Linked DNA regions of Zea mays: region 1 is linked to region 2. A link is a contact called in public Hi-C data. All regions are on one chromosome and are shown on one strand. Each heading gives the region's core, a stretch centred on a gene start, on an enhancer-like site or on the middle of the called end of the contact. The rest is flanking DNA. Distances are from core to core; before and after follow the strand shown.

Region 1 (4,442 bases), core at 964-3,463, 270 kb after region 2:
ACAACGCTAGGAAGTTGCTCAAGAGTAACAAAACCTTAGTTCCAGTGGCATCTTCGGAAGTACATGACGAATTGCGCAGTCTAGGTATCCAGCTGCCTTCAAGAAGACATCAACAGTGGCCCGTCTACTCTCTGTAGCACATTGGAAGTATGTGGTCTTGTCAGCGCATGAGCACTATAGACAGAAGTACTTGAACACATGACAAATTGTTAGCATCTTTCAGTGGCTTAATTTAAATAAAGGAAACTTGGACACAACAGTCTCCAGACCGACAACGCTTTGGATTCATCTACAGCTAACAGCTGTAGTACCTTCAGAAACTCTTGGGGCGTAGCCATCGCCGTATGACCTTGGGAGAAGCAGGGTGTTGGCCTGCAGCAAGCAGACCATGGCCATCAAGTGCAGCACGGACAGCACCTCGTACCAGACATCTGAAATGGCTGTCTCCTGAGATTGAAAAGCTGATGAATTTACATATAGCTGATTTCGAGCAACAAAACAGCAGCGAGTTCACGGAATCCATGGCTGGACACACATACCTCAGCATTATCCTCTTGGTTACTCCAGGTGAACTGCACTTTGTGTCTCAAGACGCTACCTGCACGTTTTACAGAACGGGCGAATAAGAACAACAGAACTGTGAAAAGAAACAAGAGCAAACCAACCACCCACCACATTATTGCAGCAGCTATTCCTCACCTTGTTGTGCTAGTCCCAGCAGAACTGGCAAGTAGTCTTCGAGGGCCTGTAGAAGATTGGCTGTACTAGACCCTGCACACAGAGAAAGCAAACCGGCGGGCCCAGGTCAGCAGCGAGAGAGCCCTCAGCTTGCAAGACAAAGCTAGGTATACCAATCCATCCAGGCGCTGTACCACACCGCCCCCTTCTCCAGTGGCCTACACACACCGTGCCGTGCAGCCGCCTTCCGCCTGGGCTTGAGCGCCGCCGCCGATTCTTGCATTGCCATCTCGACGACCCGCGACCTCAGAGCCGACAGCCGCTCGACTATAGCCCTGGCCAGGCAGCCGCCGAGCGCCTGGGCGAAGTCGACGGCCCTCGGCACCCGGAGGCCCGGGAGGAAAACGACCACGTCGCCGACGCTCCCAGGCCGTCTCCGGCGCGCCCCGGCGTCCTTGTGGCTCGACGCCCCGCACCCCATGCCTGTGGCTGTGCAGCGGAAGCGGCCCGCTTAGGTATCTATCTGCAGGCATGACGAATTCACCACGACATCAGGAACACAACAACAGACACACACACACACAAAAAAAAAACAGCGAAGAAGAAAGAGCTTCGCCGCACACGAAGAATTCACGGCAGAACCAGAAGATACCACGAAGAAAAAGAGGGTTTTGGAATTCCTTTTTTTTTTTGTTCCTTCTTCCTAGGCATACAAACGGGTTTGAAGAGAGAAATGTTCCTTCTCCCAACTCTCACCTTTGCGCTCGCTCCCTTCCCTCCGGGATTCTCGAGACCACCAGCCCCCGCCCGGAATCGAAGCCTCGACCAGCAGCAGCAGAGGCCGCCACTATCCCTCCCGCCCCCCCTGCTCCCGGCCGTCTCCGCGGTGCTGCACGCGCGCGCAGCACAAAGCACGCACAACGGACAAGGACAACACAAGCGAGCGGAACGGAGCGAGAGGCGACTGGTCTTATCCTGTAGACGTTCGCGGTGGTGGGGGACCAGGACCAGTAATCAGCATCGGAACCGTAGCGCAACTTGGCGTAATGTACGGCCAACCGGCATACTTTTCGCCCAGAAAAGACGTTTGCGTGTGTGTGTGTTTGGAAATCGGCCGCAAGTTGTGCCGTAAAGAAAACGCTGGGCGCGAGTGCCTGGCGCTAGCTGCTAGTGCTACCACCATGAGCAGCAAGCAGTAGGCCGAGCAAAGCAATGCATCACCGGCCGGAGAAGAGACGCCTCCGATCCACCGCCGTATATCGAAACGCGCGTTGGAGTTCGCTGAATCGGAAAGCTGTTTCGGAGATTGTGGCATCGAGCAGAAAAAAAAAATCCGGAGGAAGAGAACCAACGAACTAATCCCTCACCTCAACGACGTATGGGCAGCCCGCCCGCTAGCTGCTCCTTTCTAGCTGCCGGGCGCATTTCAGGGAAGAGGGAGGAACTCAGCTGTGTTCGATGCAACTTCTTTGTTCCTCCTGGTCCTGGTGAGCTGGACTGCAGGAGGAAGCCTTGAGAAGGGAGGGAGAGCAGAAGAAGGGAGAGGCCTACAGGGTTGATGAGATGACCTGTGTCTATCAATTATGAGGCAGGCGCACAGCTGGTCAGCGGCACGGAAACTCGCGAGGAAAAGATCTCGTGGTGAGTCATGCGGTCATGCCTGCGGGCTGCGGCACAAACCTGTGATCTCCCCGCTTGCACGACCGGCCGCCTATCACGTGAACTACCAAGGCTCAACCGCTTGTCCAGACACCTGTATGGCTGTGCCGATCGGTCGGGAAATTCGGAGTATATGATATGATAGGATATGATAGAATAGGATAAACCAGATGCCCTCAAAGAACTGGAGAGTCGACGCAACGCAACGCAAGAAAGACTTGACCGGAGTGTAAGGCAGGCGGACATTTCTTCTACGTCTTCTTCGGGCTCTGGAGAATCGCGGAGCGGAGCATGCAGCTAGCAAAATTCGGTCGGGCGGCGAAACAAAGTTCCACTTTTGCACTGGGACGACGGAGGGAGGACTCGTTCCTTATGCGTTTGTTTGGTTCTCTGGCCTGTGTGGTTCCGAGTTTGATTGGAACGAGCTAGCGTAGATGACGTACGAGTGCGTACGGTACGGAGAGCACTGTGCTTTTGGTACGTGTTGAAGCAGTCCTCCTACCCGATCGACGTCCGCGCAACAACTAATTAACTCCCAGCGCTGGATCACGGCATGACGACATGAACACACCCGCTTGCTTAACCCCTCCGGATCAGATTAAAAAATAAGCGCGGCGGCCACCCCCTCATCATAGACTCATAGGATCGCTACGCCTTTGTTTGGAGCGTTTTCGCGGTCTTACTAAAGGCGTGTTTGGTGTGGCGTCTAAGTCGCCACACCGCGCCACACTTTTAAGCCTCAGGTGTGGCGCCTAAATCGACCGCCACACATATGGCTTAAAAGTGTGGCGCGGTGTGGCGGCTTAGGCGCCACACCAAACACGCCCTAAATGTCGAAGCATAATAAGGGGCCCTCATGGTGATCGAGCCACTTATTAGGAAGCTGTTTGGTTAATTCGTATAAAAAACCAATCTATTCTATTTGACATAGTGCATCATGAATCCATTATATAAATTTAGTAAAATAAACTCATTTATGATATTATCAGTAATTATTAGCCTACGAGAAATGAAATGGTGATAGGATACACTCCTTCCATTCCACAAATTCAACAAAAAAGTGAGAAAATGCATTCCACAAAATCAAACAAGAAAGTGAGAAGATGATAGACTATCTCATTCTTGAAACCAAACATGTTATTGTTCTATTATTAATTAGTCACGCACAGTAACGGGTCAGAGTGATTAACAGCGTGAGCGCGTATGGGCTAGCTCTTAACCCCTTGGGACCTGAGCGAATGGACGCTGGCAATGCATTTTAATTTGTCTCACGGATTCTTGAGGGCAGACGGTACGGTTGCAGCAAATCTGCGCTGCGCACATGCGGTGCTGATGCGCTCCCGATCCCCGCGCGTATCTGCCGCAGATGCTACACACTAGCTTGTGCGTCAAAGCAAGGTGTGCGTGTGTGTGTCAGGCGGCTTTTGGTTGTTGTCGTTCTTGCAAATGCATGCACCCACCCTTCTACCGCTCGGCTCATAATACAGCGATGTAAACGTAATAGAGAGTCCAAGACCACAGATATTGATAGATAGAACCTCCATTTATTACTGTTTTATAATTTAGATTATACTGTTTGAGTATAGTTTGAAATATGGATCGAGTAATATAGAGAAGGTAATAGAGAGTCTACTGAATTATATATAGTAATAATTGTCGTCCGCCGTTGCATTTACATCAACATGGGTGTCATGCACCTTCCTGCCGAAAGCGGAAAGGCGGCGGCAGATAGACCTTCCCCGTTTCTGGATAAGCATCGATCGCCTGCGCACCCTTAGCTTCAAAACAAAGTTTAGGCTACGGGATCTAGCTAGACTAGAGTTAAGCATGTACGCGCGTGACCACAAAAAGGGAGCAAGCTAGGCCGTGCTATGCGTAATACGTGAGCTTGCTGCTGTGCATGGCACCCTGGACTGTCTTTCTAGCTACTTTAATATAATAAGCGCATGCATAATTGCATATACATTCCATAAAATGGTTAGGGCCAACAGATCGACCTCAAGTTGCTTGCCAAAACTCCACGCTAGAACTCCGCGCGTGCTGCAAGTGCAAGAGCTCTTTTTTCATGGCTTTTCCGCTGGAGGCGCGCGGTGGGTGGATGATCC
Region 2 (4,219 bases), core at 860-3,359:
TTTGTTTCTCACCTCCTCCTCGCAGGATGCCTGCGTTCTATGCAAAATCTTTCAGAAAAGTGGCCCAGGGCCCAAGATTGGCGCACAGTATGGTGCCCCATTCAATGAAGAAGACTGGAACGATGCCAGTAATGTAGAGTGTTCTCCATGTGTGCCTTCTGTGGCCCCTTGCGCACCTGAATCAAGTCGTGGTGGGTTGAATTCTGCTGGTCAACGCCTGGCTGTGAGTTATGATGTCAAGGTTTCCTTGGGCTCCTCGGCAGAAGGTATCAACAGACCTGCTGTCAATGGAGTTCATCCTGTCAGACCTTCTCCTGATGCTCCTAATGACTGCATACACATTCAATTGCTGGCTGAGGTTATGAGATGTTCCTCAACCTCAATGCATGTTTTACGTACTGCTGGTGACGATGGTTTGCTGGTAATTTCGTTGATGCCAGGCTACTTTCTTTTTTTGTTTTGTTTCTTGTTAGCTCCAGTGACTTTCTATTTCTGGTGTCGATGCAGGCTGATTCAACTGCTGACTACAGTAGTGATAATAGAATATCTTTGGATGCTATTGAAACTATATTCTGTGAAGTGGATGAGCTTGGGCCCCAGGCTATGGTGAACAATACTAACCATTGTGACTCATGCGGTGAGTATTTGATTCACCCTACGATGGTGGCACGAGGAGCTGAACAGTACTTAGAGCTAAATGACCTGTCCTTTTCGCTCACCGATGGTCCTGATTCCTGTGGCGTGCTTTTCTCTAATGGTGTATCTGTTGAGCAACTACCGGATCTTGAGCTCAGGTTTGAGCAGTTCTCTCCTGACCACATCTCCAATACCGCTATTGCTTCCACATCAACAACGGTTGGTTCATCTGCTTCAGTGCCCTTATTGGAGGATCACAGGACCTGATTCAGAGTATGCTCGCTGTCACTTGTTACTTTGAGGTTTTGATGATGGCTAATCTATGTGTTTTTTTTGTGTGTTGATAAGAAACCCGGCTAAGCAAGCTGGTTGCCATTTTGCAGATTGGAGTCATCTGGCGCACATGTTAATTGAATCTAGGAGGATCTGCAGGACAAAGGCATAATGCTCCCTTTTTTTCAATTTTCATGAAGTTAGAATTTTTTTTTGGATGAAGGCACGGATTAGTGACCACTTGGCACAGAAATATGTTTGTGTTGCGGCTTGTGAATCCAGGACCATTTCTCTGCCTGTAGTTTTGCATGGTAGAACTAGATGGGCAACAACAAAATGTGTTCAGTATTGAATAACGCACTCACTGCATTAACTACTTTGCCTAGCTTAGTATAGTATTCTGGATCTTGAGGCAGGGTAGAAGTGGGGGTGTGGGACAATGTACTCACAGCTTGTTGTCATTTAGCAGCAATATCTTGTTTCGGTAACCTGTGGCAATATCTTGTTTGGTTACCTGGATTTGCTAGTGCCCAGGCAAGATGATGTTTTCGTTGACGCCATAATAATAAATAGCAATCGATTTTATTTGCAAGGACGAAGAAGACGCTGCAGCTATTTTGCTGAGGGATTATTCATTATTTGGATAGAAATCGTGTAGGAATTTAATATTTTGCTGAGGGATCATTTGGATAGATAGAAATCGTGTAGGAATTTAATAGGAATCAGTTCGATTAATAGCGCAGATTTTCCACGTTTCAAGCAGGCCATCAAAGAAAATTAAGCATGTTTGGTTTGCTGTCTAACTTATCACACTTTGCTTAACTTTTCTGATTAAGGTTAGTTTTTTAATTCGAACGACTAACTTTAGGCAAAGTATGGTACAGTTAACCACGAATCAAACAGGTCCTTCATCCTTGCAAAAGAAAATATAATTTCCGTAGGCGTCGGTCATTTCGACTGATTTGTTGTTGCCGACGTTTCGTCCCATGATAAAGGAAAGGCACGAGTTGACCACTAGAATAGTAGAGAAGTAGTTCAGTTTAGTAGTAGTTTTGATTATGACGAAATGTTTCGCTATTTTTTTTACGAGTGTTAGTTAGCGCTGGGCCTGGGAAAGAGAAGAAAAGGGAAGGGCCCCATCTACGCCCGCCCTCGTGTACCTGGAGCCGTCGGCTTCCGCCAGCGCCCAGCTGGAGGTCTCGCTGTTCCCTTCACGATACGCCCCCCCAAAGCGGATCAAACCCTAGATCTCGTCTTGTCGCCCCGTTCCTCCGATCCCATCCTATCCGATCCTCATGGATTCCTCCTCGTCCAGCCTCAGCCAGCAGCCCGAGTTCGACTACCTCTTCAAGCTACTCCTTATCGGCGACTCCGGCGTCGGCAAGAGCAGCCTCCTCCTCCGCTTCACCGCCGACTCCTTCGATGACCTCTCCCCTACCATAGGTGATCTCTTTGACTTCGATTATATTCCCCGATCTGATCGCCTCCCCTCCTCGCGGCATCAGTGTAACCTCAATCTCTGTTCCCCTATTTATTTCCTTCAGGTGTTGACTTCAAGGTGAAGATGGTTAGCATTGGTGGCAAAAAACTCAAGCTTGCCATCTGGGACACAGGTACCAAACCATTGTCTTAATAACACCAGCATGGTTCTTTTTCTTTACATTTTTTTAGATTAAGGAACACAATGATTCCAGCATACCCCATTCATTCATGAATGAGTACAGCCACACAATACAATTTCAAGGATGCTTAGATCCAAATCCGTTAAACCGCACACAAAACATCACAGCACCAAATGGAGAAGAAAAAAAATAATAAAAATGCTCTAATGAATCCAACAGAGCTTACTTGTCAATTCTTTACCTATGTCCCAACTGAAATCCAATGGCTCAGCACGTTTGAAGCAGCATATACAGGACGGGGACTTTTCAGCAAACAAATCACGGGTAGGAGGAGCACCACAGGCCACAGCGAAGATTGGGACTGCTTCTCAGTGAAGTGGAATGCCGCAAGCATGATGCCATGGTGCCAACGGAGGTCCTAGTTATCGTGGCGCCTATGGTCCTGTGGTTTAGCAGCAGCAGGGGTGCATCCAACACCACGACGGTCTTCTTGCTGAACTTGGTGTCGAGGCAGAATATAGCAGCCTACACCTCATGGAGTCCACGAGTTTGGCTGTCATCTCGCAAGTCAGCATCCTAGCCAATGAGTAGAAGTGTCCTAGTGCAGCGGCGAGAGAGTAATTAAACCGTGGCTGCTTGGGGAGCGTGAAGCCGTTGGAGATGTCGAGAAGGCCTGTTGCCATAGAAGAATAGACGCTGCACGGGCAGCAAGTCCCTAAAGACTAGGTTGAATTTAAGAATGTGGGCGGCATGCCATTAGCTCTCATGGTTGCCTCGCTGCCGGCGACGGTAAGACATCCCATGTTAGTGCTGCATGTGACGGCAGCCCCCAATTGCCCATGGCAGCGCGTCAGTGAACTAACACCGGCGACAACATTTCTTCCTCTCTCCATGGCAGCCCAAAACCTTCTCGTCTGGGTCGACCATGTGCGGCACGCAGGCAAGATGGCCGGTGGTTTCCGTGCGGACCGATAATGTGGGAGATCGGTGTGGGTTCCATCTTCTCCTAACCGGCTCGACTTCCGCCCCCTTTTGGCCATCTGGGGAGGAGCGTGAGGGCTGCAGTGGCGCGGAGCGCAGGAGGGCTGTGGTGGTGCGGCGCGCGGTGTGGGACAGCGAGAAGCCTCATTTTGCAGCGTGAATGGATGATGGAATTTTTTTCCCTAAGCAATAGGATGATGTTTGGACAGATAGAGAGGCTCGAAAGTTACATGGTGACTTATCAGAGGCAAGTGACCGAGTCCAATAGTAGCAGAAAACAATCATTTTGGTCTGTCCTTTTCCCTCCGTATTTTGTTTGGAAGAGCTAGCTATTCCATTGGACAGTGCCATTCTTGTTCTGATTGTGTCCATCTTATTCTTTACCCTCTCTATTTGTACATCTTACATTCTTTGAGTATGATTGTGCCTTTGTTGTCGCTGACGATTACCTGTTATGCAGCTGGACAAGAGAGGTTTAGGACCTTGACCAGCTCTTACTACAGAGGGGCACAGGGGATCATTATGGGTATTACTCGTAACTACTACTGTCCTGTAAATTTGTCGCATTGCACTTTTTTTCCTACTAAGACACTCTCTAGTTGATATTGTTAAATAGGATAATTTCTTTTTATCAACCAAAGTGTCTAAATTCCATTACCAAGTTTTGCATAGCTTTAGAGTCACCACACTTGGCAACACATTTCCTG

The links. Hi-C and Micro-C count contacts between places; a contact is called where the count stands out from the background.
Region 1: a Hi-C map of endosperm shows a contact between it and region 2, with 2.6 times the contacts expected there. The contact joins the promoter of LOC100192509 here to the promoter of LOC100502273 in region 2. A contact is called at or near these places in 4 of 25 Hi-C or Micro-C datasets (bundle sheath, ear, endosperm and 1 more).

What each region holds. Positions count from the first base shown.
Region 1 is chr2:28,217,178-28,221,619 of Zm-B73-REFERENCE-NAM-5.0, forward strand. LOC100192509 reads right to left here and starts at 2,214. Exons shown (of 12, transcript NM_001308359.1): 1 at 2,046-2,214; 2 at 1,435-1,567; 3 at 907-1,201; 4 at 700-771; 5 at 540-598; 6 at 312-447; 7 at 35-131. The coding sequence starts at 1,159.
Region 2 is chr2:27,949,941-27,954,159 of Zm-B73-REFERENCE-NAM-5.0, forward strand. LOC100502273 reads left to right here and starts at 2,110. Exons shown (of 6, transcript NM_001196750.1): 1 at 2,110-2,352; 2 at 2,454-2,522; 3 at 3,973-4,038. The coding sequence starts at 2,205. LOC100383817 reads left to right here. Exons shown (of 6, transcript NM_001176449.1): 4 at 26-421; 5 at 508-909; 6 at 1,020-1,159. The coding sequence ends at 903. It also overlaps the pseudogene LOC109943980.